3 separate regions of the Drosophila melanogaster genome follow, and regions 2 and 3 are each linked to region 1. The links are chromatin contacts, called in public Hi-C maps. All regions are on one chromosome and are shown on one strand. The core of a region is the stretch at or near the end of the contact, and the rest is flanking DNA. Distances in the headings are between cores, read along the strand shown. Region 1 holds the start of bur (burgundy). Region 2 holds the start of Itgbn (Integrin betanu subunit). Region 3 holds the start of l(2)k14505 (lethal (2) k14505).

What was found. A called contact is a pair of places that touch in the nucleus more often than the background predicts.
Region 2: a contact with region 1 is called in a Hi-C map of the Kc167 cell line, with 2.0 times the contacts expected there. A contact is called at or near these places in 2 of 107 Hi-C or Micro-C datasets (the Kc167 cell line and embryo).
Region 3: a contact with region 1 is called in a Hi-C map of the Kc167 cell line, with 2.9 times the contacts expected there. A contact is called at or near these places in 12 of 107 Hi-C or Micro-C datasets (the D17-c3 cell line, the Kc167 cell line, the ML-DmBG3-c2 cell line and 5 more).

What each region holds. Positions count from the first base shown.
Region 1 is chr2L:21,178,276-21,181,040 of dm6, reverse strand. It overlaps bur (burgundy), which reads left to right and starts at 1,358. Exons shown (of 10, transcript NM_001299191.1): 1 at 1,358-1,711. Mcm10 (Minichromosome maintenance 10) reads right to left here and starts at 1,108. Exons shown (of 2, transcript NM_136253.4): 1 at 1-1,108. The coding sequence starts at 1,010. It also overlaps asRNA:CR44911.
Region 2 is chr2L:21,051,717-21,054,481 of dm6, reverse strand. Itgbn (Integrin betanu subunit) reads right to left here and starts at 1,449. Exons shown (of 6, transcript NM_078884.3): 1 at 1,261-1,449; 2 at 1,121-1,197; 3 at 838-1,024. The coding sequence starts at 1,348. It overlaps CG42238, which reads left to right and starts at 2,318. Exons shown (of 7, transcript NM_001273724.1): 1 at 2,318-2,708.
Region 3 is chr2L:21,259,844-21,262,608 of dm6, reverse strand. l(2)k14505 (lethal (2) k14505) reads right to left here and starts at 1,441. Exons shown (of 4, transcript NM_001273739.1): 1 at 1,275-1,441; 2 at 890-1,197; 3 at 652-832; 4 at 198-596. The coding sequence starts at 1,374. The coding sequence ends at 346.

The sequences.
Region 1 (2,765 bases), core at 109-2,608:
TTTTTTTTGGTGGCCCGACATGTGCCCAAATCTTTGGATTGACCCAGGATCATGACTTTCTGGGAGCTATCGATGGATAGGCAGGCCACATCGGAGCTTCCCGCTCTCCTCTCGAAAATAGTTGGATTCAACACAGCCAAGCACAGACCCTCCGCTGTTTTCCACAGGGATTTGTGGGCCTCTTTAAAAAGGAAAAGTGAGATCGTTTTAACCTCTCCCCGTAGATCGGATAGTTTCCACGTGGAGTAGGGATCACCCTTCTTGGTGTTTTTTACAGGATTTTTGGAAACCAGCGCGCCAGCAATGACCCAATCTTTGGCCAAATCGCCTCGCTCGATGTGATACGCAACGCCTGAGAAGGGCACAGGTTTCCTGCCCGTCATGCGCTCCTGCAGCAGTGAGCTGGAGACTAGCGGATTGATCATGCGCAGTCCGAAGACTGGATCCGTAAAAACAGCAGATACGGGAGCACTTGACTGGGATGTAGATGCCACGGCGGCAGCGACTGGCGGAGGACGTTGAAACGTGGTGCTCACCGCCGATTGCCGTTTAATAGGATTATGCGGATTTTTCAGGGGTTGCGGGGTGGATGTAACCACGTGGATAGACTTCTTAAGCTCCTGATCCACCTCCCTCGCCACCTTGGACTCGTAGGCGTTCTCCTGCTGCTGCTTCAGTCTCTTGTTTATATCACTGCCGTACTCATTGTACTTTCGTTCCAGGAAGTTCTTTACCTCCTCGTCGTCGGACGAGTCCAGCTCTGGTTCCTTAATGATAGCAGCATTCTTCTGCTTTTCCGGTTTCACGATCTTCTCGAAGGTGAAGGCATTAGCAAAACTGTTGTCTTCTCGTAGTTTTGGCACCAAAATGGGTGCGGTGGGTTTTGCTTTTTCTGACTCTGCAGATTTTGTATTTTCGTTTTCTGCTGCACCCAGTAGTTTTTCCAGAGCCAGTATTTCCTCCTCATCATCGATACTAATATCTGTTCCGGATTTCTGAGCAGGACCCATTTCATTTGGGTAGATTTGTATTTTCACGTGTTCTCGTGTTTTTTCTTGGTTTTCTAAATAAGCGCAATAACATATCTGTTTTGGCGGGCTCAGTGTGACCGGGTAATGTATATGGTTCTACAAAAAGTGCTCGTTTGTCAACACTGTACAAACAGATTATAATTTTAATTATAATTCATTATTTAAAAGAATACTTAAGCACTCCTAATAAAGAAGTAATGTAATGTTATTAAGGAATTTTCATTGTTTTCGAAATAAATATAAATTTATTTATTTGGTAAATATTAATACCAAAAACGTTCACAGCTGGTATTTTTCGTTTGCAGCACAGCTGGATTTTTCCCAAATCCGAAATATGGTCATCCGCTCGTCAATAAGTCATCTTTCGGCTTTAATTCGCGAAAAAACTGCAGGAAATCCAAAAGGAAAGTCCCTGGAAGCGGCCATAATAACGCAGCCGTGAAAATCACAGGGATTTCATCGCCAGCTGTGTCGAGCAGCCCTGGATACGCGGAAAAGAAGCTGCAGCAGCCGAAGAAATTTTGAGTGTGTGCGTGAGGAAGGAAAACGGGGGACCGCAAACAACGGATCGCGAATTTCGTCTTAAGACAAAGTCTTGCGCTGCTTGTCACGGTATTCCACGGCCTTGCCGACGGACTTCCCGGTTCTGGAAAACCGCAGCCAGGCTAAAACGAGAGAAGGTGAGAGTCGCAATATGGCGAAAAAGATCCCCGATCCCAGCCAAATCGCCATGCGGTGCTGCTCCGCCCACAATTCCGCACCCCGCCCGTTGAATTCGCAAATTAGCTTCAACCGCATTTGCCTTTGCTTTTGTTGCGATTTTTTGTTCTCCGCATTTGCAATTTTTTAAATGTTTTGCAAATATATCCCGTGGCCATTTTGTGGTTATAAGCGCCGCTTGTTGGCGGCTCCACGTGTGTAAGTGTGCGTGCCTTCTGCATGTGTATTAAATTACAACCACGCGGCCGCCCTCTTTAGTTGTTGTTGCTGTGGTTTGTGCCGTTTCTGATAACCTCTTGCATGTTGTTATCAAAAATGAGAGAGAGCCAAAGGAGGAGCACGGCTTACATCACAGACATCGCATCGCTTCAGTGACCTAATGCACTCCTAACCTTCGGAGAGGCTTTTCATATTGCTGCTGCTGCGTTTTTACACACTTCAAGAGAAAATAAATGGCAAACAAGAAGACTTGCTACCGTCGATTTGTCTCCTGGATTGTTGTTGTTTATTTTTGTTTTCTATTTTACTTGTGCACTTTTCAGCTCTGTTTTCGTTTACCTGCCATTTTTCTCCGCTCATCTTTCGCTCTCTCTCGCTTCCGCTGCCACTCTCCTCTTAGTATTTTCGCCTGTCATCTGGCGGTCAGTAGCCGGCGCCCTCCCCCCTGACCCCATCACCATTACGTTCCGTTTCCTCCTCACATCCTCATCCTCATGCATCGAAATTTGTATTTTAAAATATATGTACTAAGTCGCCGATTACTTCGGGAATTCGAAAAGCATGTTCCTGACCTGCTGTTTTTCTAAATTCTTTGATGGGACAAATGTGTCTATAAAATTAAATGTTAACTTCCATGCTTTGATAATCTACTTTAGTATGTAGAAGTATATAGCATTGACAGATACTCCTGGCACAAAAATTCGTTTTTCATGTTGTTAATCCAAATTCAGTCTGTTGACCAAAATTATACAAAAATTATATCTATTTAATATTATTTTAAAAAACCAAACTATG
Region 2 (2,765 bases), core at 200-2,699, 130 kb after region 1:
TTAAATTGGTTAACAAGCTCTTGGAGAATCAAAATTATTGACAGACATCAAAATGCGGCTCGATGAAAACAACTTAGCACCATATCAATTGAGATAAACGCAAATGCATTATGGAGACTAAGGAATAAAAGTGCTAGTTGGGTCTGTATGCTAAAAATAACTACCCCAAAATGGGTTAACAACTAAAAATAATAAAATACAATTATAGGTTGTGGTTTTCTGTGATTTAATCTTAGAAGTTAGTGATATATGTAGAAATTAGTTGAGTATTTCCGGATCAAAGCTCCAAAATATTAATGTATGTTTTTTTTTTTTTGAAATTAATCGCGTTTTACTCATTGAAATATTATTCAACCCTCGAGAAAACTTATAAACAACAAAAGCACATTCTTGTGACTCATTTTTGCTCGCTTATTCAGCACGACAACGAATACATAATCTATTAGTTCTGGGATCACAATACTTATAAGGTAAGTATCTCAATACCTATAAAGTGGGTTTTCAATCAGACATTAGATTATAATTATTATAATGTCTTTGGGTCAGTGAACTTTCAAAAGTGTTGGACAAGGACGGCGGAAAGAAAGAGAGGGATAGGTATTCCCACGCTAAATGGTACAACAATAACAAGATGTGACAACCACCAAGGCCTGATAAGCAAAGCACGGACACAAAAACAAAATGTTTAAAAATGATGTGGAGCAAATGTGGAACAAATACGAAGTAGTGGGGAAGAATTGGAAGGGTGACACACATGAAAAAGTGTTGGTAGCCACATGATAAATCAAATTTGATAAGATAAGAAAAGCTAAATAAAACAATTATCCAAACACACACCTTTGACCAACTTAAGGTATGCCCGCTGGGGTGTGACTTGGACAGCCTGATCACTGGTTTCGTAGTCCTTTAGGGGCTTATCCTGAAGGACATCTAGGACCGGCTGGTTCTCGTATATATCCGTTTCACTGCAGTTGTAGTTAAGTAGTTGCCGGCGAGAGAGACAACGATATCCCACCTGGTATTCCTGATATGCAACCAAATAGGAAAATGATTGACTTCGCAAGGATGACAGCAGCAGTAGGAACCGTTTATGTTTTCTTGCCATCTCCCTCGTACTCACCTTGTCCGTGCACCAAGCGCATTCCAGATGAGCGGATAAACATCTTTCGCAGCTGTCTGCGTGCCTGCACTGATCATCTGCGTAAAAGAGATGGCGATAACAAATCCGTTATGTCACGTCAAAGCTGCCGGCTAACAAACCAATTGAATCTGCATCCGAATGAGAGATCTCAGCTATTAGAAAAACCAAATATATCCACAAGAACGCCCTTCCGCCCAGTGACGTCATTTTCAAAATGCGTGCAATTTTCACTACCAACGATCACATATATTTTTTTTGCTAAGGGAGCTAGCGACCGTTCGGCCTTAGAAGTCCAGCGTAACTAATATTTGTTCAGTACGAAAAACGTTGATTGCTCCGCTCGTATCTTATCAGGAGAGAGTGACAAAAAATGTGAGAAGTTATTGGGAAAATGATGTGATTAGAATAAATGGCACTCTTAAAAATAAATGAGAGTAATAAGTGATAATAAAAGAAAGCAAATTTCATTCACGTGTTGTCTAACTCACTACATTTTAAGACATAAAAAATGCACTGCTATCGTTCTTATGTTTTGTTTAAATAAATATTAGTGTTTGGAAAGTATATACATAATATATGTATATTTATTTGGAGATCCATTTCTTTATTTATTTAGATATCATATTTAGTCACAATCAAAACCTTAAAGTATACTTTTATGTCTAGTTGTTTTAAAAATTCCATCCCATTAGAAATATATTATAGACCAGCTCCCATTTAATGGTAGAGAAGGGGTTACATATTTGTACTTTAAATATGTGGAGCCACAAGTTTTGTAGCCGTCAGAGCTTGTAAGGGACCGAAAATACTAAAATAAACCAAGACGAATTCATATGAAAGAGTCTAAAGCAAACAACAACAAACCAACAGCTACACATAAGCAAAACTATACAAATTTAATAAAAAAAATTTTGTTCATTTAGTGCAAGTCTTCTCTTAGAAAAATTTGTATTAAATAACACAATGAATAGGACTATCGGTTGGCATAATGTTAGTCTTGTGTTTTTCAGATTGCTTTTATGATTTTAAACGTAAAATAGAATTTAAATTATTTAATATATAAGTCAGAATAACGATTTTATTAGGAAATTACTGGTCACACTGTTAGGCTCAATTTGTCAAAACTGGTCTTAAGTTAGTGCTCTCTTACTCTCTTCGGGCGGTATAATTCTCCAGCCGAGCCATGGTCTTACTATCCTGTGACCAACCCCGCGGAGAAAAAACATTTTTACCATTATGTTGTTGTCCTCTTCTTTCATTTTATGAAATGGCTGTGTGAACAAGAGATGGATGGCGCAGTAGTGTGACCAAAATCGTGGGTAAAAAGACGCAGCAAAATACTGAAACACTCATGAAACGGCCAGTCGGCGAAAAATTTTCAAATCGCGGGGTCGTACAGCGGACGATTTTCAATCGGAACGGTTCAGCTTTGGAGCGGAGCGCGGAGTTTCGCATTTTTTGTGTTTGTAGCGGAAAATCGGATGAAAAACTCCAAATGTTTACCAAATGAGCGGCGACAAATACGCGACCAATTGACGAGATCGTGTGTGTTTTTCTCAATTAAACGGTGAGTGTGCGATAGAGATGGAGATGTAAAGTATGCAGTCAAATTAAAGTGCGGCAA
Region 3 (2,765 bases), core at 192-2,691, 81 kb before region 1:
CCTTATGTTCACTGCCTCCACGTATTGCTGTACCAGAATCCTTGTGGCTTACTAATTAAAATCAGAACTAAAATTCAGTTGTGTTATAAGAGACGTCAAAAGAGTATGTTACTTTCGTGCTTAAAGAAAGTATGAAAAAATGATAATATAAACCGTATTATTACAACAAAAAAAAACCGGTAAGAGCTAAAAAAAAAGGGAGGATGACCTGACCTTGATAAGTTTCAAACTAGGCACGATTTATATACATCTATTATTATGTCCTAGGTCCTAGGAGACCTACATACGTGCTACCATAACCCTGTGGTAGTCAGCTCATATGTATGTTGAACAGGTATTTTAATTTTAAAGAATTATCTTTTGCTTAACAAGGTTTTCCGAACAGTTAAGGTGTACGAAGAGCACGGCAGCCGCCAGGCGTGCTTGCAACTCCTGTTGGCTTAAATCATGTGCCCACTCCACGCGACCCCAGAACTTAAGTTGGTATTCTTCCTCTAGACGCGCCAGGGCCACAGCCTTCTCCACGGTAAGCATCTGCTCGATGACGGCGCAGGCAAGGACAATCGACTTTAAGGTGTCCACAGCGAAAATGAAGCCTGGAGGAAAATATATTTAATAGACGTTGAACTCCAGACTTATGGTCTGCATTACCATGCAGAGTTTCCAAACTGTAGGACTGAAAATGCTTTGCGACATTCATTTTATCCTGCTCGCTGACCTGAGGCGGCGTTATGTTCATGGTCTTCTGCAGGTTTGTGTCGTAGCGCTGGTTGAACCAGGCGATCACCGGGTCCCATTCATTCACCTGAAGGTCCTGCAGGTCCTTTTCGTCCTGCAAAAGATATATGTCTGTGGAATGTGCACTCTAATTCTCAGTTGATTCACTCACATCGTACTGGAAGAGCACCGTGTCTGTGGCGATGAAGTTGAGAAGGTAGTTGACCATGTCCAACTTGGAGAGGTGATTGGGATTGTCAATGGCCGTGAAGCAGAGCGCGGATAAGTGCATGCGGGAACGCTCGATGTTTTCCTTCTGAGCGTCGAACTCAGTGGCTACAGCAATGGCCAGGGGTTCGCTGCGGACGATGAAGGGTGTGCCCTTGGGCGTTTTCAGTTTCCGGTGATCCAACACCACTTCATAGCCGCTGTCGCCGCTCAGTACGGAAGTCTTCTTGTAGAATCGCTTGGGAGGAGAGGCTGCAGGAGAAGAACCGCCGATCGCGGGATGTTATGAAATGGCAACACACGTTTTTATTCTGGCTATCGCGGCTTACCATAGTGGCGCACAGTGAAACTGCTAGCGGCTCCTTTGCACTGGCTGAAATTGGTCAACCGGAGAGCTCGGATGGCGCTAACTACATACTTTCCGTTCATTTTTAGAGTTTGTCTGCCTGTCTACTTGTCTTCAGCTGTTTAACAGCAGAGTTGAGTTTTCAGTGTGGCTGTAGTACTTTTTCCACAAATCTCAATAAATCAGTCGTAGGTACTGTTTACCTTTCTGTGCTACTCCACTGCCTTCATAAGGACATCGAGGGTATTCCCTTAGAGGAATTAATCGCCATTTATAGCTTCTAGTCGAGTAAGCTTTTAACACTTGGGTCTCTTTTAGCGACTGCAGATGTCACTATGCGCACTAATTGCATGTGCGGTATTTTTAAAAAACTTGTTTGTTTTTATTAATTTCTGACTATTGGATATGACCATTGTATATGTTTGGCCTCATCATATTTTTGGCACATCGATACAATGTGCAAGACAAATGATAAAATCAAAACCTTTTCCAAAACTGTAGCAGTGACAGTTGTGGGCGTTAGTATGATTGAGGCAACGTTCTGAAATAAGCTTGCAACGCTGAAACTTTAGCAACATATTCTAAGATAGTGGTGGCTCTTTCTAACCATCTAAACACATTCCTTTATAAGAATTTTATTTAAAAATATGAATCCTTATTTTTGGGCAAACAAATGTTCTAAAGTTGTAACATACAAATTTTCAAATGGATTAATTCGTACCATTATAAAGTATGTATATATATTATTACTAAATTATTCTGTACTACTAATGTGGGATGTATAGATTACACATACTAGTTTTGTTGTAACTTTCGGTTGCTACTTTAAATTAGAAAAAATCTGTATCCACCATTAAATTATAAACTCATGTCTTTATATAAGCAATACAATAAAATAAATTAATTTGTAACCAATGAATAACTAACAACATATACATACATATATATATATATATCGGGTAACCGTTCAGTCTATAAATTTCAGGACCTGTTGCAAGCACTCATTTATCAATCATTCTATCCCAAACATAGTTACTGTTACATTTTTTGTGTTGTTCAATGTTTTGATTAAAAGCAGATATGGAGCGTGCCTACATAAACATCGAGAAAAACGAGGATAATAATCAAACTTTTGAAAAATGTTTTGATATTTATTCATATTTTTATTAGTCTTAAAAATTTCTGTCGATTTGCCAAACAACTTTTTGACCCGCCCATTCTATAGCCCTAAAACCGCAAAAAACTGCCACGCTGTTTGATAAAAATTGATCAAAAATGGCAAAATATTGATTAAAAACAAGAGAGAATGCTATAGTCGACTTCCCTGACTAGCAACCTTCTAGCTTTTATCGTTCCTGAGATCTTGACGTTCATACGGACAGACGGACATACCTAGATCGACTCGGCCATTGATCCTGATCGAGAATATACTTTACATTGTCGGAAACGCTTCCTTCTGCCTGTTATATACTTA